Regions from separate parts of the Mus musculus genome. Here regions 1, 2, 3, 5, 6 and 7 are each linked to region 4. The links are chromatin contacts, called in public HiChIP or PLAC-seq maps. All regions are on one chromosome and are shown on one strand. Each heading gives the region's core, a stretch centred on a gene start, on an enhancer-like site or on the middle of the called end of the contact. The rest is flanking DNA. Distances are from core to core; before and after follow the strand shown. Region 1 has its middle 60 kb from the start of 1700061F12Rik. Region 2 overlaps Gm30957 (predicted gene, 30957). Region 3 has its middle 72 kb from the start of 1700061F12Rik. Region 4 holds the start of Gata3 (GATA binding protein 3). Region 5 has its middle 43 kb from the start of 1700061F12Rik. Region 6 has its middle 34 kb from the start of 1700061F12Rik. Region 7 has its middle 42 kb from the start of Gm13219.

Evidence for each region. HiChIP or PLAC-seq counts read pairs in DNA pulled down with a chosen protein or histone mark.
Region 1: a contact with region 4 is called in an H3K4me3 HiChIP or PLAC-seq map of the SCID.adh cell line, with 14 read pairs. The contact joins the enhancer-like site here to the promoter of Gata3 in region 4. A contact is called at or near these places in 7 of 39 promoter capture datasets (the 3T3-L1 cell line, cranial neural crest, embryonic stem cells and 2 more), 1 of 484 Hi-C or Micro-C datasets (uterus), 14 of 115 datasets of contacts at active chromatin or transcription factors (DN3 thymocytes, the SCID.adh cell line, T-cell acute lymphoblastic leukemia and 10 more) and 4 of 9 other capture datasets (adipose tissue, embryonic stem cells, liver and 1 more).
Region 2: an H3K27ac HiChIP or PLAC-seq map of T-cell acute lymphoblastic leukemia shows a contact between it and region 4, with 16 times the contacts expected there. The contact joins the enhancer-like site here to the promoter of Gata3 in region 4. A contact is called at or near these places in 4 of 39 promoter capture datasets (cranial neural crest, hippocampal neurons, liver and 1 more), 9 of 484 Hi-C or Micro-C datasets (CD8 T cells, Th1 cells, Th2 cells and 4 more), 16 of 115 datasets of contacts at active chromatin or transcription factors (DN3 thymocytes, the SCID.adh cell line, T-cell acute lymphoblastic leukemia and 12 more) and 3 of 9 other capture datasets (adipose tissue, embryonic stem cells and liver).
Region 3: a contact with region 4 is called in an H3K4me3 HiChIP or PLAC-seq map of the SCID.adh cell line, with 25 read pairs. The contact joins the enhancer-like site here to the promoter of Gata3 in region 4. A contact is called at or near these places in 5 of 39 promoter capture datasets (the 3T3-L1 cell line, 3T3-L1-derived adipocytes, embryonic stem cells and 2 more), 1 of 484 Hi-C or Micro-C datasets (group 2 innate lymphoid cells), 13 of 115 datasets of contacts at active chromatin or transcription factors (DN3 thymocytes, the SCID.adh cell line, T-cell acute lymphoblastic leukemia and 9 more) and 3 of 9 other capture datasets (adipose tissue, embryonic stem cells and liver).
Region 5: an H3K27ac HiChIP or PLAC-seq map of T-cell acute lymphoblastic leukemia shows a contact between it and region 4, with 8 times the contacts expected there. The contact joins the enhancer-like site here to the promoter of Gata3 in region 4. A contact is called at or near these places in 2 of 39 promoter capture datasets (cranial neural crest and embryonic stem cells), 5 of 484 Hi-C or Micro-C datasets (Th1 cells, embryonic stem cells and uterus), 17 of 115 datasets of contacts at active chromatin or transcription factors (CD8 T cells, DN3 thymocytes, the SCID.adh cell line and 10 more) and 3 of 9 other capture datasets (adipose tissue, embryonic stem cells and liver).
Region 6: a contact with region 4 is called in a Foxp3 HiChIP or PLAC-seq map of regulatory T cells, with 11 times the contacts expected there. The contact joins the enhancer-like site here to the promoter of Gata3 in region 4. A contact is called at or near these places in 4 of 39 promoter capture datasets (the 3T3-L1 cell line, HPC-7-derived erythroid cells, cranial neural crest and 1 more), 2 of 484 Hi-C or Micro-C datasets (the N1E-115 cell line and embryonic fibroblasts), 15 of 115 datasets of contacts at active chromatin or transcription factors (the SCID.adh cell line, T-cell acute lymphoblastic leukemia, astrocytes and 11 more) and 4 of 9 other capture datasets (adipose tissue, embryonic stem cells, liver and 1 more).
Region 7: a contact with region 4 is called in an HNF4G HiChIP or PLAC-seq map of pancreatic cancer cells, with 8 times the contacts expected there. The contact joins the enhancer-like site here to the promoter of Gata3 in region 4. A contact is called at or near these places in 6 of 39 promoter capture datasets (the 3T3-L1 cell line, cranial neural crest, embryonic stem cells and 2 more), 1 of 15 datasets of contacts at CTCF or cohesin (the NIH/3T3 cell line), 3 of 484 Hi-C or Micro-C datasets (the N1E-115 cell line, adipose-derived mesenchymal stem cells and group 2 innate lymphoid cells), 15 of 115 datasets of contacts at active chromatin or transcription factors (the SCID.adh cell line, T-cell acute lymphoblastic leukemia, bone marrow-derived macrophages and 9 more) and 4 of 9 other capture datasets (adipose tissue, embryonic stem cells, liver and 1 more).

What each region holds. Positions count from the first base shown.
Region 1 is chr2:9,247,431-9,251,411 of GRCm38.p6, forward strand. No RefSeq gene overlaps it. Among named protein-coding and RNA genes, the nearest start is that of 1700061F12Rik, 60 kb to the left of the region's middle. Within about 2 kb of position 2,026, at least 2 of the 459 cell types and tissues checked have an H3K27ac peak or open chromatin away from gene starts, as enhancers often do. A contact at or near this core is called in the SCID.adh cell line, where this site is marked.
Region 2 is chr2:8,953,713-8,957,587 of GRCm38.p6, forward strand. The region is part of intron 1 of Gm30957 (predicted gene, 30957); the gene reads left to right. Among named protein-coding and RNA genes, the nearest start is that of Gm30957, 8.7 kb to the left of the region's middle. Within about 2 kb of position 1,984, at least 4 of the 459 cell types and tissues checked have an H3K27ac peak or open chromatin away from gene starts, as enhancers often do. A contact at or near this core is called in the SCID.adh cell line, T-cell acute lymphoblastic leukemia and Th2 cells, where this site is marked.
Region 3 is chr2:9,115,782-9,119,580 of GRCm38.p6, forward strand. No RefSeq gene overlaps it. Among named protein-coding and RNA genes, the nearest start is that of 1700061F12Rik, 72 kb to the right of the region's middle. Within about 2 kb of position 1,915, at least 7 of the 459 cell types and tissues checked have an H3K27ac peak or open chromatin away from gene starts, as enhancers often do. A contact at or near this core is called in DN3 thymocytes, the SCID.adh cell line, T-cell acute lymphoblastic leukemia and 2 more, where this site is marked.
Region 4 is chr2:9,875,845-9,879,928 of GRCm38.p6, forward strand. It overlaps Gata3 (GATA binding protein 3), which reads right to left and starts at 2,756. Exons shown (of 6, transcript NM_008091.3): 1 at 2,561-2,756; 2 at 1,508-2,140. The coding sequence starts at 1,745.
Region 5 is chr2:9,230,629-9,234,581 of GRCm38.p6, forward strand. No RefSeq gene overlaps it. Among named protein-coding and RNA genes, the nearest start is that of 1700061F12Rik, 43 kb to the left of the region's middle. Within about 2 kb of position 2,658, at least 1 of the 459 cell types and tissues checked has an H3K27ac peak or open chromatin away from gene starts, as enhancers often do. A contact at or near this core is called in T-cell acute lymphoblastic leukemia, where this site is marked.
Region 6 is chr2:9,153,947-9,157,871 of GRCm38.p6, forward strand. No RefSeq gene overlaps it. Among named protein-coding and RNA genes, the nearest start is that of 1700061F12Rik, 34 kb to the right of the region's middle. Within about 2 kb of position 1,870, at least 2 of the 459 cell types and tissues checked have an H3K27ac peak or open chromatin away from gene starts, as enhancers often do. A contact at or near this core is called in regulatory T cells, where this site is marked.
Region 7 is chr2:9,308,282-9,312,221 of GRCm38.p6, forward strand. No RefSeq gene overlaps it. Among named protein-coding and RNA genes, the nearest start is that of Gm13219, 42 kb to the right of the region's middle. Within about 2 kb of position 2,255, at least 7 of the 459 cell types and tissues checked have an H3K27ac peak or open chromatin away from gene starts, as enhancers often do. A contact at or near this core is called in the N1E-115 cell line and pancreatic cancer cells, where this site is marked.

The DNA.
Region 1 (3,981 bases), core at 776-3,275, 630 kb before region 4:
AAGAACTGCAGTTACCTGAGGAAACCTGGGAATGGCAGAGGTAGTCCTCCCCAGGGAAGAACACAAAAGTTGGTTGTCTAGCTCTTAATATTCATCCCTGAAAACACATACAGGTAACAATATATGTACTGAATAGGTTATATATAGAAATGTATGTTATATACAGATATGTATTAACAAACAATTAGGAATAGAGATAGAGTCCATAAATATGAAGGGTGGGTATACAAGATTTATAGACGGGTTCCAGGGGGAACATTAAGAGAGAAATATTGTAATCAAATTATAATCTCAAAGAAAAATTTCCTTAACTTTTCCTGATTAGAATACATATAATATTTTGCTTCAGCTTACTTTTGTTCACACAGATCTCCTCTCAGAGCATCAAGCCAATTGCCAATGCCTAACATCGTACACTGAGTGCTCACCACAGTGACTGACAGGAGTCTAGAACATACCTGTTTATTCTGGTTGTTTACTCTCCTTTTCATAGACCAGCATTGGAAAAGGAGCTGGGAGGGTAATCTTGCTGGACACAAGCCAAGGACACAGCCACCCTACACTTATTTATTCTTTTGACAAGACCATCTCATCTGTACTGATTTCTGCTACTTATCTACCAAATTTAATCTACAAAAAAACTTTCCAGATGCATTACAATGTATTAGTGATTATTACTAAATTCTATAAAGTCCATTTCTTGTATTTTTAGTTTATATTTATTTTCAGACAGAATCTCAGTATGTGGAACTTGCTGTGTAGATCAGAGAGACCTTGCACCACAATGTCCAGTTTACTCATTTTATTTCTAATTGTCAAGCAATAGTCGTAAATACTCATGGGGGTCAGTGTAATATTCTGATAGATGTTTACAATGTAAAATGATTAAACCAAGGAAATTAACAAATCAATTCCTTCATACTGGACTTTTATGTAGAAAACAATGGTTGAAGTCTACTTTCAATAATTCTGCAACACACAAACATTTTTATTATAATCATCACTGTTGTCAACGAAACACTAAGGCCCATTTCTCCAATGTAAATAAGTAAAAGATGTTTAAAACTACTGTGTAGTTTTAAAAACATCCTACCACCATTGGCCTGGAGCTGCAGCCAACTGTGCAACCAGCCCCTCCCAGCTCACTTTTGTTTATCCAGGCTTAGATCTGAGATTCCTACCTGCCATTGCTCCTGGAGAGGTTGTATTACCAGCCCACTCTTGAGACCCTAGAATTCACAAATAAAGCACACACAGACAGCTTTATTATTTTAGAACTTTCCGGCTAGACATGAGTGCTGGGCACAGATACTTCCTGCCTGGAAAGGCATTCCCTCATCAACTATTATCTCCATTTCTCCTTCCGCCCTAAACTTAGTAGCTTATATCAGCTGGTACCCACCAACCTCCTTGGCCATCTACCCATAGAGGAGGCCAGAGACCAGAGGTCTTAGCTGCCTGAGGCTTTACATGGTTGCAGAGTCCTCTTTCCTCCAAAGCATTTTCCCTGTGTCTCCTTTTCCTCTTAGGACCCAGAAGTTGCATTTGTACCTTCCCTCTAGCAATTAGCCCCAGCTTTCTTTATTGACAAGTCAGGAACCAATTGGGGGAAAAGACCTTAGTGACAGAACCTCCCCTTACAAAAACTATTTTATTTAATAATACTTACATTAAACTATATATTTCAAGATTATTTGTTCCTGGAGCATTTTCTTTAGAGAGCAACCACTGAGATCCTTGACCAATGGCTATCAGGGGCAGTTTGAGATCTGTCCTGGGCAAACCTCCTCATGGCACAGTACATTAGATCTAAGTATTAGTAAGTTGTATCTAAGCATCAGTAGTAAAAGGGCTATTCCAAATGGCTGTAATAACCTAGTAAGAGCAAGGAATTGATGACTGTGGATTAAAGTATCTTTGATGTCATTGATTGAATATGTGATAAGGAGCTCCCTGACACTCTATAGCTGAGACACGGTCCTTGAGTGGAGCACAAAAGAAACGAAGCCTCCCTGGAAGGCCTGCATAGATTCAAGGATTTTTATTCTCCTGAACACTCCACATTCCCTTGGGTGTATCATCAACTAATGTGTATTAAACATGCGGCTGATATATCTGTTTAACATTAAATAAATGGTCTCCAAATGAGTACACAGATGAATGATGGTGGCTTCCCAATGACTTGCATTTTTCTATAAGAAGAGACTTCACCCCCCAAAAAAAAGTAAAAAAGGGGAGAAAATTGCTGCTGAGAAGGCTCCGTGGTCTCCTCTGTGGTTCTGTGGTCTCCCCTCCATGGCTTTGTGATCTCCATGCAATCAAGGAGAAAATTTTATCGTGATTTCAACCTCAATGTGTCTTTATACAATTAGAATATTTACATACCTAAATTCATGTTTTTGTAACAGAACTTTTCTAGTATTTATGTCTCTAAAAGGAAGCAAGGCAGAGCAGAAAATATCAGACTGCCTGATATTATGTCCATGAATTTAAGGAATAAGAAACATAAAATTAAGTACAAGCTGATAATATGACCAGTGAATCTTAGGGACCTGGTTGAATTCATCTGGTTTACACTGACATTTTAATTTTTGGTTTTACATTGCCATGTCACCTCTTGAGTGGGGGTAAACATTTTAGAATATTTTAATCAAATGATTTTCATTATTTACACAATTAGGATGATGTAGCGATTATGGCAATTGTGTCCAAATAAAAATTTAATAAACAGATCTGAGAAAAATCAAACAAAAAAGACACAGGGCTCTCTATGAGTCTATGTTATGAAATTTTCAAAAATAAATAAACAACTAAAGGGCATTATGAAAAAAAGAAAGTATAGCCAAAAATTTCAACATTGTTGCTTTCAAATGTGGCCTATTTGTGTCATTAAAACATCAGGGTAAATATCAAAACCCAAGCTTGTGGTCTGAGCACTATGAGTGAGTGGTCACACTCCAGCATTAAGAACCAGCTAGCACACTCTGCCATGTAACTCCATATTTAGGTTTCTCATAAACACAAAGGGGTTTTAAGATTCAAAGCTGAAGCTGTGCATAGGGTCATATGTGCTGGGATTATAGACATGTGTCCTGTACCCAGATTGATGTCTGAGAGGAAATACAACCTTCCAGCTTGACAACTAGTGGAAAAGGTATACACTATCTAATGATCCCAAGACCAAATAGCATAAAACAACTGTGAATAATCCTTGGCAGTCCCTGTGAGTGAGCTCTCTAAGTGTAGCTTCTCCCCTTGGGACTTCACAAAATCACGACAAAGGTAACAGACACTTTTTGGTGATCAACAGACACCACTAGAATAGGATCCACTTTTGGCTTCTCTAGGTTGTTGGTAGAATTCATTCATCTATAATTATAGGATTTATTGAAGCTTACATTTTGATGCCAGCCTAAGATAGGGTCTAATATGATTAATGCAAGTGTAAGTGATAACTCTTTTCTTTGCCTTACTATACAGATTGACAGAAAGTTAGATTTGCCCAGAATGATGATGATGATGATGTGTGTGTGTGTGTGTGTCTGTATGTGTCTGTGTGTGTGTGTCTGTGTGTGTGTGAGAGAGGGGGGGGGGGCATAAATTCAAAACCATTAGAAACAGGACTCTGGAGATTGTCATAGGTTCTGTTCAGCATGACCAAGTCACCCTGCAAATTTTAAGCATTTTTGCTTTGATTATTGAAAAAGAACAGATATTGTTTCATGTGTTTGCTTGCTCTTGCTTCCCACTTCCGTTCTTGACCTCCCATCTCCTTCCTCCCTCCTAGTTCTGGTTAGAGACTCCTAAGGAGATATTGCAACTGGGCTAACTAAAGCCACAGCTTAATTGGTAGCATCTTCTGACACCAACAACCCCAAGGTCTCAAATCAAGTAGAAACCAAGTAGGGCCAAGAGTATTTCCCAGGAAGTACAAAATTTAATGTCTTCGGTCGTTGGTTTCCACAATCAAATTTCTGCTGT
Region 2 (3,875 bases), core at 734-3,233, 920 kb before region 4:
GTTCAATACTTAATGGAGTATTCACTACAACAGCAAGCTCTATTAGATGTCTATGCTCTAAGTAGGTAAGAACAGCCCAAAATCCATATATAAGTACAAATGTGTGAAGAATGACCTAAGCTTAAAAAATGTGACAAATACTTGGAAGAAAAGAATATATGCATATACTTATTTCCTTAAGCTACAAAGTTTCTTGTTCATTTGTTTTTCATCCCTTCTCCCCCATTCCTTTTGAGACAAGGTCTTATTATGTAGCCCAAACTGACCTGAAATTCATTGTCCTCCTAGCATCAGAGCTCTGGGATTCTAGGTATGTCACAACATTTGATCCACTTTCTGTTATGTTCTGAAAGTTCTGATAATATCTGTATGTTCTATCAAACTCTCTAATGATAAAACATGAAGTGGCATGACAGCAGCTCAAAGGATAAATAGAGGGGGCAAGATGATGATTTTACATACAAGCTTCTACAGTACTGTCTTCATGTGTCTTAAAACATGTATGTTTCTTGGTCAGTCATGGGGACAGAGTCGGTTGCTGAAATCTACCGCTCTCATGAAAATCATAATCAGCAATATCACGAAAGTATAACTGAGATGTAATGGAGCTCCTATTAATTCTTTTCTTTTCTTTTTTTGTTTTTTTGTTTTTTTCAAGACAGGGTTTCTCTGTGTAGCCCTGGCTGTCCTGGAACTCACTCTGTAGACCAGGCTGGCCTCTAACTCAAATCCACCTGCCTCTGCCTCCCAAGTGCTGAGATTAAAGGCGTGCGCCACCACCGCCTGGCCCTATTAATTCTTAAAAGACACATTTTTTTCCAAGTAATACCACAGCCAAGAAAAAGTAACTATGTGAAAACCAAGTGGACTTTCAGGACATGCAAACAAAAGAAACCGAATCAAATCATTTATAAAACAGAAAGAAAGTGCAATTCATCACACACACGAATCAGGATTCTTTCTGAAACTCCTTGTATGATCTGTCAAATACTGAAAAACCTTTCAGAAAAATCCATATATAGTGCTAGTTTCTGTTCTTTCTCTTCTATTGCTAAATGAGACCCAGAGAAAATGGTTGCTGATTTGAGCTTTTGGACAACATAAACTAAGGAAAGAAAATAATATAATAAACTATTAAAAATTAATTTGGAGATTTTTAGTATATAAATGATATGAACTTAATCATATTTAACTTATACATTGAATATAAAGGTATTTTCCAAGAACACTATCAAATCATTGTCCTCTGTAAGTTTTGAAACAGTCTAGCTGCACAGCCTTTGCTCTATGGGGCTCCCATTCTCCTGCCTCGGCCTCAACAGTACTAGAATTATAGGCATCCACCACAACACCTGGTTTCAGATTGTAGTCTTGAAATTCAGGACATAATATAAGTTAATGTGGCAATTTAATTTATGCCTCTGATTTCTTCACTTGATTGACACTTAGGGTGCTTTAATCCACCTCCATTGTCTGTACTTTTATGAGCACACTTGAAGGTCGACCTGGACACAGACAAGGCACACCCCGCTTTGTGAACTATATCAAGCAACTTGCAAGTGAAATTTGCCTGAAGTGATTCTCACAAAGCAATGTGTATATCAACTGACTAGATGTATGAGTCAATTTAGTCAAACAATACTAAGTAATAAAATATAGAAATTAAGATCTATAGAATATCCGAGTTCAATAAAACTTCCCATATTTGACTTTTATAATTTATATAATAGGATGCTGTCACCTCGTGCACATGACTTAGGAAATTGACTCAGAATTTTGGTTCAAACCCTCCTTCAGCTCAGTTCCTGGGAACACAGCTGTTGATATATTCTTAAGCAGAGGTAGAGCTTTCCACTCTGCTCATAGTCTAAGTCTGGCAGGCTTTTTCTAAATGTCAGTGCGATCCCTAGAGACAGGTCCTGCTGCTGTCCTTTGAAAAAGTAGAGACTCAGAAGTTTGAGTTGGTTTAGTGGTAAAGTAATAAGCAAAGTCCTTAGATGATTGGGTGCCTGGCAGTATCAAAGAGGCTCTGGTCTCAGAGTAGGTGTCAGGGAAAGCTAACTTTGATAGAGCATTTAAAGAAAAGGAGACAAAGGGGAGAATCAGGCAGATGTAGTGGGGTGAACATCGCACACCAGGAAGTGGAATTGCAGCTGACATTGTTTTACTGCAACGCTGCTGTGTCTTTCACATTTCACCTTAGGGGCTATATGAGAAAATGCCACAACTCCTTTAATTATTTTAAATTCCTTCATAGTACATAGAAGACACAAGAGGGATGGGGAGGGGGAGAAAGAAAGGAAGGAAGGAAGGAAGGAAGGAAGGAAGGAAGGAAGGAAGGAAGGAAGGAAGGAAGGAAGATGGATGAAGGGATGTAGGGAAAGACAGACAGACAGAGTGGGGAGAGAATGATTTGATGCTGTGGTTCAGATGTGGGCTAGACAGTGAGACATTGCTTGTTTCAAAAACACAAACATAAAGAAGAAAAGAAATGAATGTTTTTTTTTTAAATCTTGACAAAAACAACAACAAAAAGTTATTCAGCCCAGGGTGAAAGAAATCCCTTCTAATAATACAGGACAGATGTGATTTTCTTTTATTATTACAAATTCCCACATCTCTGAATTACCTTTCTCTCCTAGTCAGTATCCACAGTCGGTCAACATGATACTTGTCTTTCATATAAAGGATTTTTCATGTCTGGCTTGTGGTAATAATGTACACCCACTGACCACACAGTGTAAAGAGTGCACTAATGTGCAATTATACATTAGTGGAAATTGCATTTTTCTTCTTTAAAATTATTTAATTTTGGGAGACATTTCTTTCTACTTCTCTTCATTTTCTGTGGTTAATTTGTGATTAAAATATATACCTCCCACTTAGAATTCAATTATTTTATAAAATCTGAAGATTAGAAACTCTCTCCTAGCATTAGCTTTTGTTACAGCTGTCACACTTACCCAGGTAGCGGCTGTTTGTACCTGGTACTTGTTAGTTGCTGCTCCATGACAGGAAAAGCACAGCGGACCATGACATCTTTCCTGTTGGCAGAATTCAACCTTCTCCTGGGCTCTAAGGACAGTAGTTATTTTGTAAAATATAGTATGATTAGATAATAAGGTTCTCTCCATCCTAGAGTTAGAATTTTTTCCTTTGCAGATATGTTTTTCTCTGAATAAAGATATTGAAATAATATTATATGGTTTATTATTCTAATGCTGGATAAGAATATTAAGGTTTTTTTTTCATTTTTCATAAAAATGGGGGACCCCTCCTTCCTTCTGCCTATTTGTCTTTCCTTCTTTTCTTAATTCCTTCCATTCATTTTTTTTCTTTTATTGTGGAAGATTCTCCTGTGGCCAAGGGTGGTCTGAAACCTGTTATGTAGCTGAGATTCTCCTTAAGTTCCTGGTCCTCCTGCCTGCTCTTCCAGAGCACTGGGGTTTCAGGTGTGCTCTACCATACTTGGGCAGCCTTCCAGTTTTAATTAACTGACAACAGATTTAAGGATTATCCCTAAATTTCTGTGGATTGCCTAAGGCTTTCAGAATGCAAGTGTTTACATTCATAGTCAGGATGAAAAGGAAACTCAGTTAGCTGGCTTGCGTCTATAACTGAGTCTAACCACTCTTTCTCATTCTTGAAGTTCTATGTTAGTAAAACTAGGTGTTTTTAGGGTAAACACCTTTATGTAGCAGCAAATATGTCTTATAAACTCTATCTACATTGCCTAAACAATTTGATTTTTTTTTTTTACTTGAAAGGACTACACTGAATTAAATTGATTATTAAAAACTAAACACCAGGAAAATAATTATTTATTTAATTATTTACATTTTGAGATACAGTCTAATTATTCACCTAAGCTTGCT
Region 3 (3,799 bases), core at 665-3,164, 760 kb before region 4:
CTGATTCTCTGACTTTTAATATCTTGAAATCATCACATTAATAGAAAAAGGAAGAGTAGAGAACTAAAGTTGATCCAAACAGTCCACGTTCCTATTTTGATGGAGTTTACTAAGAAGTTACTGATCAGACAGCAAGTTCCCAGGAACAAGCTGGAGGTGTTTCTAAGGCCTACCTATAGCCAAGTCCAGCATGGCATTCTTGCAAATATTTTCTCCCCTCCTTCCTGGGAGGTGATCTTACTTAAGAAAGTTCTTGCTAGAGACCAGTGATGTCAGGGAATGGTTGTGTTTCTTATCTGTCCAGTACTTACACGTGTGTAGTATCAACTTACTTTTTAAATACACTTATGAGAACAGTGTCTTAAGCAGTATCTAACGGAAATTAAATGAATGCTTTGCTTCATAAAAACTATAAAACAGGAAGGCAACCATTACCTCTCTAAAAGATACTAAGCTATGCTAATATATTTTAACAGAGAAATCTACATGAATATTCTAAAACAATGCAAATAATGGAAGGTCCATAGACATCATAGTACCAACAGTATTATAAACACAGGGGAGTAGATTACTAATATCATTACCAGTGATAATATCATTAATCGATGTTTACTATCAACAATGAAAATCCAAAAGAAAAGAGACACAGTAGGTGTTTATCTGTCGATATTATATCTGTGAAGGAAAATGTAATGAAAATTTCTCATCTCATAGTTTATACTATTAAACTTGATTTTTGAAAGTCTTTCTAGAAGTATGGATTTTATATAATACACATTTCTTTATTGCTCTAAATATCTGATTATCTGTCTATAAATGCCAGTCTCAACAGGAGAGAATCCAAATATCCATGAATAACATGCACATATATCCACATACATACATATATACATATGTACATATATACAATGCCAAAAACCTTACTTACATACATTTTTTATGGAGCAACTGTATTGCCATCAGTATTTCTAAACGTACTAACAAAGAAGTAAGAGATTTTAGATAATTCTTTCAGTTTACAGCACAATTCTTTGAAATTAACCCACAAATTGGTTTTAGCTCATGTTTGTATGTTATCAAAGCCATCTTTCTGACGTAGACATTTGTTCTCTTAGGATGCTTACAAAGATGTTTATCATGTGCAGAGAACCTGCTTGCCTTTGGTGGTTTTAATCACAGTTCAGCATCTTTGCATTGAGTACATTACTTTTCTTTCAAATAACCATGCACACACTACCATGTCAAAACTGTAGTCTCCTTACATGGGAGCCATTACTCTCTGACCGTGTGTAAAATCCTTTGAGGTTAAAATTTCAGTTTATTCAAGAAAACTAGAACTCCCCACCACCATGATAAATGACTCTATCAAACCTTAATCAGTGGCAAAACTGTTTCCACAGAAAAATATACTTTCATTGCCGTTTGAATAGACTGTATCATCTATTGACAGTGTGCAATACAAGTCCATTTCTTTCACATTAGATAATGCTATCAAATCACAGGGAAAATCTTTTTTTTTTTTAAATGTGAGTACAACCTTTCTTTAGACAGGTTGTTCTCAGAAAGAAGTTCTTATTTGTGCATCTATTCACATTAAGATTTGCCTAGTATGCAGTTGTCTGGAAAACGATGAGGTTTGTATGTTTATAAGCAAAGCCAACTCATGTGTTACATTTCTCTTTCAGCAATGTGTTTCCATTAAATATACTGTAAAATATTTCCATACTGATCTGAGGATGAACTTGCATTGAAGTTAAGCAACCTTAACAATAAAGGCAGCGACTGCATCCACACTTCAGAGGTTGTTCAAGGAGCAACAGTTAAATTCACAGGGAATTCTCCCCTTTGAAGAGTAGTAACACAGGAGCCCCGGACCTTCTAACAGACAGCTCATTATTGCAAGCTGTCTATGCAAATTGCTCACTGACTACAGGCCCTCAGGGGAGGGTTTTTCTGTTTTCTCTCTCTGGTACTAACCTAGTATAACTCGCCATATTACTGCCCTCTTGCCAGTAATGATGGTGATTATTAGTAATAACTCTGAGTAATGAGGTTTTCTTCCCTGTACTCAAAATAATTGCTCCGTGTAAATCCACTGCAAGTTTTACGGTGCTCTAAAGATTAGTAACATTAGAAACTTGGCAAATCTTACTTATAGAGGCATTTTACCTAATGATCTAATCCATCAGTTCCCTGGCTTACCAGTCCAGAGACTCACTTATTAGGAAGAACCTTCCTTCTTTTCCTATCTGCACTAGGAAACAACCTAGACAGACTGCTTTTTATGGACGTCTTGAATGTATACACTCTACTATACACATGGTGGCCCATGAGACAATTCACTGCATTAGGCCCTTATGTTGAACTCTACCTTAAGTGATCTCTGATTTAAGTAGTGTTAGAAGAGATTTATCTTGTACTTTGATATCTATAAGCCTAAATTGATACCTAAATTCTAGATTAGGTTATAGCTATGAGGGACTTGTAAGCAATTGATCACGTGTGCAAACTAACACTTGAGAGGGTCAACAGGAGGGGGGGGGGATTAGTTGTTCCCTTGCTTTTCGAAATGTCATCACCTCTAGGATGTCCCAGATGCTCCAGCTAAGGAAAATACGTGAGGGGAAAAACATCATTCCTTGATGCTGGTCGTGTGTGTGTGTGTGTGTGTGTGTGTGTGTGTGTGTGTGTGTGTGTGTGTTTACACACATGCATGCCCATATTTATGAACATCTGTGTACGTGGTAGTGGGCCATAGGACAACTTCAGTATTCTGCCTCAAGGGTAACAACCCTGTTCTATTTCTTCTTTCTTTCCATTTGTTTGTTTGTTTATTTGTTTACATCTTATTGCAGACAGGGTCAGCACTGGAGTCATGATCACCGGTTTCCTTACCTGGCTTTTCTTTTTTAAACAGAGGATCTAGGGAAGGGACTCTTCTGGTCATCTCACCAGTCCTGCCAGTGGCTATTTTACTCAATTTTTCTCGCCTGACTGTGAGTTCTTGCTATGGTATGGAGGAGCATTGATTGAAGTGAGGAGAGGCATATGTAAATACAGGTGACTCATCCATCCCGTGTTCCGGTGGTGCTCTGGACAAAGAAGAATTAATCTGGCAAAGACAATAAATCAAGGATATAATCCAGAAAACTCCTTTGTCCCCAAATCTTTAGATCAATACGATCTTTTCCAATGTTGTGGCGACAGCACAGGTCTATGTTGTTTCCCACCTTAAATGGCACGCTGAGCAATAACAATGTAGACATAATCCAGGAATCTATTGGGGGTCCGTTTTGTGTTGGGCATGGGTCTCCTAGAAAGATTTGTGTTTATAACTAGGAGTTTAAATTGACTTGCCTATCCCTACTCCAAAACCATATCACTTCACTTAATAATAATATTTTAGCAATTCTTGATATTTATCATCCTTTATTTAGCTGCTTCTTCTCTATCTTTGTTCTGTCTATACTTACTACAAAATGAAGTTTAATCAGTATATTAAATGATTTTGAAATCTGTTAGAATTTGAAATGAGATCCGTAATATTCTATTGGAATATTCAGTTTGGGATTTTGAGATTTCTAGTATATATTTAATCAACAAATATCTTATTATATTCTAATGTCTTTATTTTCTACCTTATTAACTTATTTCATTTTTATTTGCCTTATAACTTTACCTTTAATATAACAATATCTTCTAACTTAACATATCAGCTTTAATTCATAAAGACTAATTATTTTTAAAATTCATTTTATTTTACCCAATAAATGTGTCCTATGAGTTTTAAGTAATTTAG
Region 4 (4,084 bases), core at 1,506-4,005:
TCATGAGTTGTCCAAGCCCCATACTCTCTGGTAGGGTAACCTTTAAACTCGGAGCGCAAATCTACACCCTTATTGATCTTTCAATCCAGTATCCGCCTCACCATTTGACATTCTAGTCAACCATTAAGAACAATACTGAAACTAAAATCTTAAGCGAGAGGAAGGGGGGGAGATCAAGAGAGATGGAGAATTCTCTTGAACGCCAAGGGTTAAGGTTCTTTTTTTTTTTTATGCAGGAAGTTGTATAGTAAATAACATTAGGTCTGATCTACCTCATTTCCACTTAACTGCTAATCTGCACACAACCCAAGCAAAGAGCGCCCCATCCGCAGAAATGTCTGTTTGAAATGTCTGTTTGAAACCTGGCGGCTCTAGGGTAGAGGATGCCTGCTGGCCAAAGGGGCTATGTCATAGGCGCCAAGGCTAACTCTGAGAAGGGAGACCTGAGCAGATCTCAGGTCTGAGCTAGCTAAGAAAAACCTCCCACCTTCTTTCCTTAAAATAAAAAAAAAAAAAAACAAACAATGTATTTTTGCTGGTTTAGGTGCATAAACATACATCTGGGGAGTGTTAAGAGTCTCCTGTCTCGACCACACAAGGTTGGGTTTCTTTCTTTTTCTCTTCTTTACACACCTCAGAACTCCCCTAAATTTTTCAAGGTGAATGGTTAGGGGGAGGCGGCAACTGGAAACACTCCTACTTAAAAAGAAACTTTGATGTAGCCTAAATCTTTGAGGAGCCTGAAGAAACTCCAGTAGGCCGGAGGAGAAAAGTCGGCCAGGATTGCTGGTAAGTAAACTAAAAGCAAAGACGTAGGAAAATTCTGTGTAGCCGGGAGTCTAAGCAAACCCGACTTCTCTTCAGCTTAAGGCTTTCCTCTCCCTGGACCGTGGCAACCACCAGAGTCTCTTCCTCACACCACCGGTAGGTAGGACGCCTAAAACTCAAATGCACTAGCTTTTGAGGGTGGAGAGCAAAAGGAAATAGAAAGAAATGCACGTATTTGGGCCTTTTCTGAAAATATAAATGGAGAAACAAAACGCAAGGCTCTGGCGAAAGACCCCTTCACCGGCTAACAAGAAGCTGGAAGTCCTTCGGGGGAGCCCAGTTCCAGGCCGGCCTGGCCCGCACTGCTGCCCGGCCTGAAAGGCTCGGCGCCTGCAGGCAGCGCTTGAGATTTCTCCCTGGCTGCAAAATCTACAACCTCGTGTGGACCAGGACTGCATTTCGGCGCTTGCCAGGTGAGTGTGCCTGGCCCCAAGGACACCGGCAAAGAGAGGTGCCTGCTACGTGCGCTCTTTTATTTAAAAAAGAAAAAAAGAAGAACTCTCCCAACCAGCGACACTGCTTCCTCGCCCATTTCCGGGCCCCCGATACTTTTTTTAAATGAACTAGTAACACACTTAGGAGCTTTGGCTTGCTCTGCCCAGCCAGGGTCTCTGGCGGTCTCGTGGACCCAGGAAAACAAACGCGGATCCAAAAGGTTCCAGCGCCAAGGTGGACTCACCGTGGTGGGTCGGAGGATACCTCTGCACCGTAGCCCTGACGGAGTTTCCGTAGTAGGACGGGACGTGGTTGCCTTGACCATCGATGTTAAAAAGTACGTCCACCTCTTCCGTCAGCGGATACTGAGCTTCCATGTACGAATGGCCGAGGCCCGGGTGGTGCGTGTCTGGGTGCTGACCGTTGAGGACCGCGGGGTGATGGTGGCTCACCCAGCGCGGCTGGTCCGCAGTCACCTCCATGTCCTCGGCTGTGCTCGCGCCCTCTCGCCCGGCCCGGAACCCTCGCGGGTAGAGGGAGGGCTGTCGGCCTGGGAGGTCCGCGGACTCCTGCCGTCGGAGGCCCAGGAGAGGGGTCGTTTAATGGTTTGTTTGCAGTTAAGGGTATAGAAAAGGAGAGCAAAAAGGAGGGTTTAGGGAGGAAAGAAAAATCTTTGCGGGATAGTTTAGCAAAAGAAAGGAAGGGAAAGAAGAAAAAGAAAAGAATGAGGGCGATCCCCCCCCCCAAAAAAAAAGCAGACACGGAGGAATAAAGGGGTCAAAAAAAAAAAAAAAAAAAGGAGGGAGAGAGGAATCCGAGTGTGACCACACTGCACACTGATTCCTTGGCGCTCAGAGACGGTTGCTCTTCCGATCACCTGCAAGGGAGAGAAAGAGAGACCTGAATGAGGTGTAAGAACTTTTAACACCTGAAATTCTGGAGGGCACTAGGTCTTCGCAAGCTTCCTGCAGGGCCGACTCACCCGGGACGTGCACACGCACGCGAAGACCCGGAGGGAAAGAAGCCAAGCTCCGCAGCACACCTCCGACAGCCAGGCTCGCAGGAGCCCAGGACTGACTAAGCAATTAAAACTTGGGGACAAGTCCTCCCTGGAGGACACCGGCCCCAGGATCTTTCCAACCACTACAAATCCTCCAAAAGGAGAAAGCTGAGCTTTTAGTTTACAAAAAACCAAACAAACAAACCCCCAAACACACACACACAAACAGTCCCTCCAAGAGGAGGGAGTGATATCAAACTTAAAAAAAAAAAAAAAGTCACAAGTCACAATACCAACCTGAGTAGCAAGGAGCGTAGAGGAGGAGGAGGAGGCGTGTGACCTGCCCGGTCAGATTGCGTAGCTCTCTATGTCTCGCTCTCTCAGTCTCTCTCTCTTTCTCCTCTCCCTCTCTCAGTATTTTTTTTTTACAGGGAATGCATTCTTTCTGAAACTATCAAGACGGCGCCAGGCAGCTCAGTGTTCGCAGACAGCTGTGGCGCGACGCAACTTAAGGAGGTTCTAGTGTCATCCGCGCCGAGGGGGAGGAGCCTGGCGCTGGCAGGAGGGGACACGATCCTCAGCACAAGGAAACTGCAACCCAAACCCGCTCCAGGACTTCACCTCCACCCCCATCCCATCCCCCCCACCCACCCCGGCACACCGCCGCCCCTCCTCCCGCCCCTCTACTGACCGGAAAGGGGCGCCGCCAAGGGCCGCCTAGGGCAGAGGGGCCGCGGGCAGGGTGGGCGAGGCCCGCCCGGGCTTGGGGCAGAGGGGACAGGCAGGAGGGAATTCGCTCTCTGGCCCTTTAAATGTAGCAAAGCCGATTCATTCGGGCTCAGTAGATTATTCCGTACGAGTGAAACCCGGCTGCCCCATTCATAAAGCTAATTTCCATAAGCAGACTTTTCGATACTTTTTTAAAAATGAGCAAACTTTTAAATTAGGATTCAAGCCAGAACGTTTTTCAGTTTATATCAGCTTAGGGGCTATGTGCATGTAAAACAGATTAGAAAAGTTTCATGGCGAAGTAACTGAAGATTTGCCTCCGAACCAGCTTTCCGGGAGGCTGCTGAATCGCGCGGAGGACCTGGGCTTTGATTCGGACGCCCGCGTTATTGTTATGGTCTCTGCTTGCTTTCCCAAACCTCTCCAGAACGAACAGCGTCAGCTGTTGCAGCTGTCTTTTTCGGATCTAATGATATCATCAATGTGTGCTTTTGACCTTAGTGACAACGCGATGCATAAAAAGCTGGCTTAGCGAGACCTAGGCTCACTGGTCCCCGAAGTACCGTGTACAACTAACTTGATCTTTGCTGCGATAGCCTAACTTTTCTCTTCGCCTAGCTCGGGGTGCTACTTTATTCTGCTTTCACCCGAGGAAAACGGTCCCCTCTATAATATCCAACCCTGACCTCCGGGGTGGACCCAGCCGCAACTTCCCTGGACATTTTGGGTCTCTGGGACAGGGTCTGGTGGGAGGGCCGCAAGCTGACACAGGAGAGAGGCTGGAAGACGCCCAGTAGAGAGGCTGGGCGGACGAGGGCGGGGCCATTTGTAAGGACCAATCATCGGGAGATACCACGACCGGGCCGCAGTCGCCCCGCCCCACGGGCTCCAACCTCTGCGGCCCTGTTCCGTCCTTTGAGTCACTGCATCCCCTAGTGGCGTTGAGGTTTCTGCAGCCTGGGTCCAGAAAACACTGCCCGGATGAGCAAGGTCCGAAAGAGACTTCGGGTGCACCCCAGGGCAGTGTAAGAGGTGTTCCCATTCCACCCTCCAGGGCAGAGAGCTTGGCTTTAGAGGGTTACTGGAACTGAA
Region 5 (3,953 bases), core at 1,408-3,907, 650 kb before region 4:
GGGTTTGAATGGAGGAGGGGACCATGTAGTAGTACAGAATGGAAAATGAGGGGAGTTAAAAAAAAGGTTGTTTGAAAACTCTATAATGAAACCCAACAGTATACACTACCTCAGAGAGAAGGAGAAGAGAGGGAAGGGGAGAGAGAGGATAAAGGGAGGGGGAGGGGGATGGAGGGGAAGGGGAGAAAGAATGAGATTGGGTTGGATTTTGGATTTTCTGGGCTTAGATAGCATAACTCTCCCTGTCAGTTACAAAAAAGAAGGCAAGATCATGCAAAGCAAATATGGCTGCTAGGCACACAGCAGTCCATGTCTCTTGATGAAGGAAGGTGGGACAGTTACCAGAGACTGGAAATGGGAGGTCAGTATCGATCATTTTTAAGGGGAGTTGTTATCACGTATGCTATGGGTTGAGTATTTGTATTCTCTCCAAACTTAATGTTGAAACTTAAGCTCAGAGGCAATATTAAAAGGTGAGACCCTTGAAAGATAATTAAGCTCTGAGGACTCCTTGTGCTTGAAGGCATCAAGATCCTTCTAGAAGATGTGTCACCAGGGATCTCCTGCACGCAAGCCTCTTCAGGTTTCAGTGCTTGTCTCTAGAGAATGTACAACAAGGAGCCATCTTGAAGCAGATGGCAAACCTGTCAATCCCTTGAGCTTGGCCTTCCCAGGCTCTGTAATTGTAAGAAACATACTCATAATATCTGTAAGTTCACACAAAACTCATCATAGGGTCTGAATTTTTCAGCTAGACCTACAGGTACACTAAATGTGGTACAAGATCAATAATCATAAGAAAAAATGCAAATTGAAACCACAGTATGACATCACCTCACACCTGGTAGGATCAAAGGTAAAAGATAAGAAGCATTGGCAAGATTATAGAGAAAAAAGGAGCCCTTGCACATTGTTGGTGGGAATGTAAATCATTACAGCCTTTTTGGAAAAATGACATGAGGGTCCCTCAAAACAAATATAAGCTGCTATCTTAACCAACTGTGCCACTTCTGAATATGTACCCAAAGTAAATAAAGTCAGTTTCCAGAGGGGCATGTGCATGTCTTCACGCCTGGGGTTCCTCAGCGAGGTATGTATGTGTCCTTGTGCATGGGGCGTCTTTTTATTACTGTTTGTTTTGTTGTTTCGGGGGTGAGGTTTCATGTAGTCTTATCTTAAACTCCTGATCCCCCTGCATCCTCCTCCCATGTTCTGGGATGCTGATATTGCTCTAACTGCTAAGATCCACCAATACTTTAAACATGACTGCTCAAAACTCAGAGTAAATAACACACAATAACTATTACATTATTTAAACAAAATCTCCTTTCCCATTTGCATTTTTGCTCTGTGCTCCAACATACCAAAACCCTTTTGTGAATTAGAAGTTTATCTTTAGAAAAGAACATTCAATGTTGCTTCTTCCTCATCCTATACACTCTTCCTATGATCTTCTAACCCTTGTTTTGTCTGTAGTTGTACCTGTAATCATAATTAGTATTTTTGAATATTTGCTTTTAGCTATTCTTTGAAAAATGTATACATGTAATTGCTAATTTTATTTTTCCTTTATTGCCTCATAAATTGCTGTTTTCTGTTTCTTAGATAATAAAAGTCAGACTTTGACACATGAATTAACCCAACTTTGATAGAGTCCAATGCCTTCCATTTGGAGTACTCTCTATATCTCCTTGTCTCATATACACTGTCCTCAATCTGACCTTATTGGTCCATTGACATGAGATTTTTACAGTTCACAATTAACATAAACTCTTCACCACAGATCATCATGGATTGACCCCCTAATGACATACTCTGATGGCTTGAAGATATCATCCAACCAAATCAGGTGATAGCTTAATATTAGCTAACATAGAGCTTTCATTCTCTCTCTCTCTCTCTCTCTCTCTCTCTCTCTCTCTCTCTGTATGTGTGTGTGTGTGTGTGTGTGTGTGTGTGTGTCCCTCCTCCCTTCTCCAGCCCCCCTCCCTCCCTTATGAGGTCTTTACACATGCTCTGATACCTTAAGAAAGCCTTTACCAAGTACAATGCATGAACACTGGACTTCCAAGCCTCTATAATCAAGAATCCAAGAAACTTTTTATTTTAAAAGTGATCCTGTTTATAGTGTTCTGGTTTAGGAACACACACACACACACACACACACACACATGCACACACACACACACACACACACACACACACACACACAGAAGGGGGGTAGAGAGAGAGACAGAGAGACTAAAACACTCCCCTGACTCCTCTCATCCTTTTGCTATTTTTCCATCTCTTGGAGAGTTTTGTTGCTTCATATTGAGTAAGCAATCCTATATCTAACTTCAGGTCACCAAGCAAACTCTTCAGCTTCTTGGGAGAATCCACCAACATATCTGTACCAGGGTGTCTACCGTCACTCAGGTTAAAGTTATATATGATTGTCTCAGAGAGTGTTTCTGTGGCCTCCTAATCTAAAATAGTCAGTCAGTCCCCAAAATGTTAACCTACTAGATTTATTGAATTTCTTACAAACATACAACCTTATTATATCATTTTTCCAAAATGGCTGTAGTGATTTACATTCCCACCAACAGTGCACAGGGGCTCCTTTTTCTCTATAATCTTGCCGATGCTTATCTCTCTCACCTTTGATCCTAGCAGGTGTGAGGTGACATCATGCTGTGGTTTCAATTTGCATTTTCCCTTATGATTATTGATCTTGTACCCCATTTAGTGTACCTAAATGGTGCAGGTCATTTGTATGTCTTATAGATGAAAATTATCTCTACAGGCCCTTTGAGCAGTTTTGTGTAAACTTGCCCTGACCAACAATGCAGTTACACTGCTAATATAAGGATTCTTATATTCTACTGTATGAAACATTGGATTTCTTTTTCTTTCTTTCTTTGTTTAAATCAGCATGATGCTTCATTATCGTATCTTCAAATAAAATTTGTTGTTGTTGATGCTCTTCTCCATCCCTTATCTTCCATGCCCAGTCTTCAATGCTGATTAAAATGCTATTAAGTGAAACTAATCATTGAGTTTAGCACTTTTGAGAAAGGAATATGCTTGTATTTGTATATATTCTCAGGTGTATATGCATATGTGTGCACACTCAATAGAGGCCACAGTCAGACATTGCCTGTCTACCATAACTGCTCTCTACCATATTTTTTAAGGCAAGGTCTCTCACTGACCCTGGAAGATGCTGATTCAGGTGGACTGGTGCTCAGCAGAGCCCAGGGAGACTCCTGTTATCTTTTCAACACAGTGGCTCATGTTGCCACAACTGACCTTTGGAGATCCTGTGATCCTCTTGTTTGCCAAGCAAGAGCTTTATCAACTCCCCATCCCCAGAATCAACATTTTTGGTTGCTCTAACTTCCTCTGTAGGCCATGTTAATTAAATATACAAACTCTTCTGGAAAAAGGGAAATGGCAATGCCATTTTCAGGATACAGTGTGTCAATTTTGTTTTCCAGATAAACACTATTAGAACTTTACAGAAAAGGAGTCTTTGTGTTCAGCGATGCGTGACAGAAGCCAAAGGTTTAAAAGAAAACATACAGAGGTGTCCGTTGACATTCCATCTAGTAACCCTTTTAAACAGATAAACTTTTATCTCTCACTCTACCAGATTTTAATCAGTAGCTTGGTTTGCATGTACATTGTATCACTGAGGCAACCTATCTACTGGAGTTTTTTTATGCCCCTTGAAATCAACTATTTTGGGCACCAAGGAAACATTTCACTGTCTTGTTTCATTTCTTTATTCACATTAGCATAATGGCTTTTAATTGGATTGTGCTTGTGATTAGAGTCAGCACAGGTGGCATTGTCTCTAAGAAATTACCTACAAGGCAAGAGGCTGCAATGGAGCAGTATCTGAAGATACCAGCTCAGCCAAAGGTGGGCGAGGAAATGGAGAGTCCCAGTCACCTTTTTCATATGTA
Region 6 (3,925 bases), core at 620-3,119, 720 kb before region 4:
TAAATAAGAAATTCTAAAAGAAAAAAGGAAAAAATATGCCCAAAGTCTTTAGTCATCAGGGAAATACAAATCAAAGCTGAGATTCTAACTTACACCAATCAGAATGGCTAAGATCAAAAATTCAGGTGACAGCATATGTTGGCAAGGATGTGGAAAAAGAGAAACACTCCTCCATTGCTGGTATAATTGCAAACTGGTACAACCACTCTGAAAATCAGCCTGAAGTTTCCTCAGAATATTGGAAATAGATCTACCTGAAGATGCAGCTGAACGACTCTTGGGCATATACCCAAAAGATGCCCAACCATGCCACAGGGACACATACCCCACTGTGTTCATAACAGCCTTATTTGTGATAGCCAGAAGGGAGAAACAACTTAGATATCCCACAAATGAAGACTGAATGGAGAAAATGTGGTTCATTTACACAATGAGCTATTAAGAATGAGGACATCATGAGTTTTGCAGGCAAAAGGATGGAACTATAAAATATCATCCTGAGTAAGGTAACTCAGACCCAAAAGGACATTCATGTTATGTACTCACTAATAAGTGGACAGTAGCAACAAAATTACAAAATACCTAGAATACAAACTACAGAACTTAAGAAGGTTAACAAACAGGAGGGCCCAAGTGAGGATGCTTCAATCCCACTTGGGATGGATAATAAAGTAATAGCAGGAGGCAGAAGGAGGAGGAAACTGCAAGAGAGAGAGCATGGGGAGGGGAAAGGGGGAACATGTTCAGGTATTGGGGGGAGACAGGAGAGAAGCCCCAAGGGCCAGCAGAATGAATGAATGAATGATAATATGCAACATTGGAGTAGGGGGATGGGAGGTAGGAAAACCCTCTAGAAACTATGGGAGACCAGGGAGGTGAGAGACTCTCAGGATTCAATTGGATGAAAGGCCTAACAGTAGGAACAGGGAACTCATAGAGTCCACCTCCAATAGATAGACAGAACCTCAAGTGGAGGGATGGGTTTGCCATATCACAGTCAAAAACTCTGACCCAGAATTGTTCCCGTCTAAAAGAACTGCAGGAACAAAATAGAGAAAAGACTAAAGGAAAGGCAGTCAAATGACTGGCCCAACTTGGGATCCATCTCAAGGGGAGTCTCCAAGGTCTGACACTATTACTAATGCTATGGTGTGCCTACAGACAGGAGCCTAGCATGACTGTCCTCTGGGAGGCCCAACAAGCATCTGACTGAGACACCCAACCATTGGACTGAAGTTGGGGACCACTGTGATTAGGTTAGGAAAAGGCTAGAAGAAGCTGAGGAGTAGGGTGACCCAATAGGAAGACCAGCAGTCTCAATTAACCTGGACCCCTGAGATCTCCCAGACACAGAGACACCAACCAGTCAGCATAAACAAACTGGTCTGAGGCCCCTGACACATATACAGCCGAGGACTGCCTGGTCTGGTTTCAGTGAGAGAAGACAGGCAGAACCCGGGAGAGTCTTGAGTCCCCAGGGAGTGGGGAGGCCTGGCTGGGGGTGGGGGGAGTGACATCCTCTTGGAGACAGGGAGGAGGAGGAATGGGATGAGGAACTGTGGGAGGGGGTACTGGGAGAGGGGCAACAGCTGGACTGTAAAAAAAAAATAAAAATAATAAAAAATGTATATCCATTTTCTAAATTTAGTTGTTGACTTTAAACACATACTCTAACCTATATGTTCCTTTGCATACAAATAAAAATTAATAAAAACAAAAAAAAATCTCAAGGAAACTAAAATTCCATCCTACGCATTCTTCATTAAAGGTCATTTTGCTTTGTTGATGAAATCTACATGGTGATGAAGACCTAGCTTCCTGAGGGGTTTCCCCCTCTTGTGATCTTCTGTAGATTTCACATCTAGTGATGTTTTAATTGTGATTTTTATCATAACTCTTCATACCAATCAATTGCTCGCAAAATTAAACCGTGTCATCCGTGTGTGACTGAAATGAAGAATCACTGTGCCATCATCTTTGTTGGCTGGACTTTTGATCCTGGAAATGGTTCTGAAGCATTAGATCTAGTGATGATCGTACTCATGATTCAATAAGCACCAACCCTGAGAATTCCCATTCTTTCATCTTCCTTCTGACATTTACATGCAGATTTCAATTTAGGCATGATCAATAAATCTACATCTACTTTCATGTAGTAATTGTTTCTTTTGATATGATCTGTTTTATGTAAAAATGAAGCAAGAGACACAACTTTGTTGAGGCACAGCCATTTGTAAAGCAATTTGCTTCCCAAACCTACAAATATGAAACAGTAGTCTTCCTTTACCATCCTTGATTTTTACGTTATTTTATAAAAAAAAAATTTTTTTTAAATCCAGGGACTCTAAGTTGTCCAGTCAAAAACTTGTGCTCTAATGTTGGATGGAGCTGTGTTAAAAACAAATACTAAGAGTTCTGAGTTCACTGAAGTGAAGGTGTAGATGTAATATTGCTTTAAAAAACACATATAGCCTCAGTGTATACTAATCCATAGGACTATAGCCTTTGTGTATCCCTAGGTCTCCCATGACTCTTCACTATAACAATTCCATCTTTCTACATAAATCCACAAATATTATTCTATCAGTGTTGGGAAAGATATAATGTTTCACAAAATACATGGTTCAGCTTGCTCCATTCATCTTATTAACTACAAATTCACACTATCTTCTTCTTAATGTTAGGAAAAACTGGTAAAAGAGAAGCTGAGTTTCTAAGACAGTGAAAATGCACTCATACCCAAAGAGCTCTATGTAAAATGGTACATCTTATTAGCGAAAAATCAATGCACACTAACAGATTAAGATTTATTTTGATCCCCCAAAGAAATAGAAGCAGTCATTAATAGTCTCCCAATCAAAAAAAAAGCCCAGGACCAGATGAGTTTACTGCAGAGTTCTATCAGACCTTCAAAGAAGATCTAATTCCAGTTCTTCACAAACTATTCCACAAAATAGAAGCAGAATGTACTCTACCCAACTCATTCTATGAAGCCACAATTACTTTGATATCTAAACCACAGAAAGACCCAACAAAGAGAACTTCAGACCAATTTCCCTTATGAATATCGATGCAAAAATACTCAATAAAATTCTCGCTACGAGAATCCAAGAACACATCAAAATAATCATCCATCATGACCAATTAGTTTTCATTCCAGGGATGCAGGGATGGTTTAATATCAGGAAATCCATCAATGTAATCCATTATATAAACAAACTCAAAGACAAAAACCACATGACCATCTCATTAGATGCTGAGAAAGCATTTGACAAAATCCAACACCCATTCATGATAAAAAAAAAGTCTTGGAAAGATCAGGAATTCATGGCCCATACCTAAACATGATAAAAGCAATCTACAACAAACCAGTAGCCAACATCAAAGTAAATGGTGAGAAGCTGGAAGCAATCCCACTAAAATCAGGGACTAGACAAGGCTGCCCACTTTCTTCCTACTTATTCAATATAGTACTTGAAGTCCTAGCCAGAGAAATTCAACAACAAAGAGAGGTCAAGGGGATACATACTGGAAAGGAAGAAGTCAAAATATCACTTTTTGCAGATGATATGATAGTATATATAAGTGACACTAAAAATTCCACCAGAGAACTCCTAAACCTGATAAACAGCTTTGGTGAAGGAGCTGGATATAAAATTAACTTAAACAAGTCAATGGCCTCTCTCTACACAAAGGATAAACAGGCTGAGAAAGAAATTAGGGAAACAACACCCTTCTCAATAGTCACAAATAATATAAAATGCCTTGACGTGACTCTAACTAAGGAAGTGAAAGATCTGCATGATAAGAACTTCAAATCTGAAGAAAGAAATTAAAGAAGATCTCAGAAGATGCAAAGATCTCCCATGCTCATGGATTGGCAGGATCAATATAGTAAAAATGGCTATCTTGCCAAAAGCAATCT
Region 7 (3,940 bases), core at 1,005-3,504, 570 kb before region 4:
ATATCTTTCAGAAAGCATCTGGCCTATTCACAGCCTATATGTTTATCCCATCTTTCCTTGCTCAAGTCCTAAATCTTCTTGTCTTGTAGACTCCAGAATGGTAAAGCTACATCTTTGGTTTAAGTTTTTGGTACCAATTTGCATCAATAGAATTGCCCCAGAATTACTGAGTTATGGGGTGTAGCTCAATCAGTGAAATACTTCCATGAAGGACAGAATTCAATCCCAAGGATCCATGAAAAAAGTCAAGTGTAGTGAGCCATGTTTACAATCCTAGCACTGTTGAGACATTAAAGGCAGGATCTCCAAGGCCAGCCAGTCTTGACTACTATACAATATATAAGCCAGTTAGAAACCCCATCTCAAAAGAATTAAAACTTAAAGAATAGACAGAACATGAGGGACAATAGCCAAAGTTGTCCTTTGGCCTTCACATACAGCTGCACCTGAACACACACACACACACACACACACACACACACACACACATCCATTTTCTTATAGTTACTAAGCACACAAACCATCAGCTGTCTATGTCTACCTCAGAATAACCTAACAAGTCTCATTAGAAGCCCAGGTCCCTGAGCCCCCCAATGGAACTTGAGCAAGCATGTCTAACAAGGGCCCAAATGATGCTAATACCGTGGTCTGACTACTTCTTTTGGATGACTATTTTAAGTCATAATGATCATTGTTCAAACTTCAATATTTCATTTCTCACCTGATCCTGTCTGCTGTTGTGACTTGGAGCACAGTAAGGGTCATAAACCTCGCTGTCACTGGAAAGGTCTTAGGAGGCCACTTGTTCCTCCTGGGAATGGCATTAATTAGTGAGCGAGCCTAGGGATGCAGACAAAGCAAATGAGGTAGGAGTAGAGACGAATTATGAAGTGTGTCTTAGATTTCATCATTACTCTACAGGACCTCAAGGATTTTAGTATCTGCTCAAATTGAAATCTATTTTCCTTAATCCAGCTTGAAATAAACACAAAAGATAAGGGGAGAGAAATGTCAAATAGTAACCCAATAAAGTGAACTCTTCTCCCTTTTCTTGTTCTTCCCTTTCTGTCTGTCTCTGTCTCTCTGTCTCTCTGTCCGCCCCCTCCCCCCCTTCCACTTCCATTATGAACATTGTGGGCCTGCCTGGCAAGAACTTATCTCCTGTGGATTATCTGTAATTAGATTGCTAGCTGCTTTGGGCAGTAGCTGTGGGCTCGTAATCAGGTTTTGTACAGTGCCTGGTAAAGTCTCTTAACCATAAAAGCACACTCAATAAATATTTATTGATGATGGTTATCTTTAATTCCTTGGGAAGTGTAGCCAACTAAGTAAGCTCCCCTACTTAACTGAATGATAATGGAATTGATAAGTCATTATAGGGAGAAAGGACAGATCTGGTAGGTTTTGTAAAACCAACTCACCATCAGATATGCAAAGTGGAGAGTAGTATTTCGTACCCCAGGGGCATGAAGAGTATGATGTGTTATTTTGTGCCAAAGTCTAAGACAGAGGCACTGGAGAAGAAAAAGCATCACACGGCAGATTCTTCAATGCGAATCTCCTCCCCCCCCCCCACACACACACACGACATCCTTGAGAGTTGCTAATGTTTGTTATATTGGAGGTTTTCTCATCACTGATCCAACTTTAAAATTGACCTATAAAGCAAATACTTAATGACTGGCAAGCAGTATCAACCACCAGATGATTTTTCTTTGTTGAAAATCATGAAGATTACATAAGTTGATACCCGATCCTTGCATGGCTTATATCATCTCTCCCATCTACAAAACATGTCTGACCTTCAAATACAATGCCTGACATGAGGATGAAGTAAGCATAGATTGCTTTTCAAAATAAAAGAAAAAAAGTAAAAGACTCCAAAATTTCTTCCAAAAAATATATGTCTAATTAAAACCACACATATGCAGAGGTTGATAATATGCCTTAGATGGCAAAAACACTTGCTACCAAGCCTGATTACCCAAGATCAATCCCTAGGAACAAGCTGTGGAAGCAGAAAACCAATTCTTAAAAGGTCTCCATATGGCATTTGCACACTTTTAAATAAATAAATAAATAAATAAATAAATAAATAAATAAATGAAAGTGAAACAAGAAATTCAAATGTCTCAAACACCCTAGGAGATTTTTCTTTTATAATCACGCCTAGGAATAAGGAAAAGAAAGGCTAGGTCTCTTTTATGCACCCAGGAAATTGACTAGTTACACTGAATCATACTTCTTTGGTTGACGGCCAAGCCAATGAGACTGTGAACTGTGACAAAGACTTTTGTGCCCTTTCTCCTACTCCTCAGGGAACACATAGAGCTAAAAAAAAACTACATTAACTCCTAGGTAAAACATTTGGAGAGTGAGAGACTGATGAGACCAAGGAGTCCAAGAAGAAAACAGAAGGATTGCCCAACATAAGCTTGTACACTGGGACCTTGGCTAGAAGACATGACCCATTGTTTCTTACAAATGATTCCCCTGGAATTCTTTTCTTGGCTCCTCACACATGCTCACCTCTTGACCTCAAATATTTCCCTTATTGCCTTGTCCCTTGCCTTTGAGCTCTGCTCCTCTCTTCCATACAGGGAGCTTCTGTTGATTGAAAAATACTTAGAAAAAAATGTAAAGGCTTTCATGCCCATTCAAAGAATAAAGACACCTTACCTTGGTCTCTTCCTGGAGCTAAGTTTAAAAGCCCATGACCTTCAGCACACAGCAAGGCTTTCTGTCTCAGTTAGGAACATGGTTTTCAGGTCATTTTCTCTTCTTTTTGATCTATAACAAGTACATGAGAAGTGTATTAACAATTGGAGCTGAAGAACCAAAAGTTCATCTCGTGACTTAAAATGGGATTGGAATTTTGGCTTTCAGAGACTGCCTTGGGATTCTTGGAATGGGGAGTCTAACACCCTGAAGACATAACTTCACTTCTCCCCGGTGAATGCTGATCATAAGGAAAAAATACTTAAATAAATGAAATACAAGACTTTTGTTGTTGTTCCATAAGTTACCTAGCAGGATGACTCAAAAACTGGCATCAAAAATGATATGCAGGGAATAATGTGAAATAATTCCCGAAAAAGGTTTTTAAAGCCAGTATAAGGATGTAAAGTAGAGTAAAGATCACTGGAGTTTGTAAAGAAAGTTAGACAAAGACTGAGTGACAGTCACAAAATACAGTTCATGGAAGAAATAAGTTGTATAGCAGATTACAATGATTATCATTTATAACAACTTAGACTTTTTATGAAGAACCAGAAAAGAGGAGGGGGTAGCTATGCTGGGAATCCTGATTTGATCATCCACATTATACATATATCTAATTACCATGCTCTGGCCAATCATTTTGTGTAAATATTAGATTTCAGGTATTTTTTAAAGCAATTGCAAAAAAGGGAAGGGGAGGGGAGGGGAGGACAGGGGAGGGGAGGACAGGGGAGAGGGGAGAGGAGGACAAGACAGGGGAGGGGAGAGGAGGGGAGGGGAGGGGAGGGGAGGGGAGGGGAGGGGAGGGGAGGAAAGGGAAGAAAGGTGGTGGCTCCTGTCTATAATCTCAGCACTCAGAAAGCTGAACACAGAAGGATTGCTACCAAGGTCAAGGCTAGCCCAGGATACCTGGCAGCCTTGAATACTCATCTAAACCTCTTCTCAAGAAAATATGAACAAGTGTTGTAGAGACACTCCAAGGTAAACATGTATCTTCATGAGCATAAAAACCTTAGTAGAAGGCTGGTGTGAGCTCCTGCAATCCCTGAACCTCTATGGGAAGTGGAGACAGAAGATCCCTAGGACCAGTTGGTCTCTTGTATGAACTAGAAAATCAGAAAAAGACCCTGTTTCAAACAAGATAAAAGGCAAGGACTGACACCCAAGGTTGCTCTCTGAATTCTACATGTGAACACACACATATAAAAATATACATACA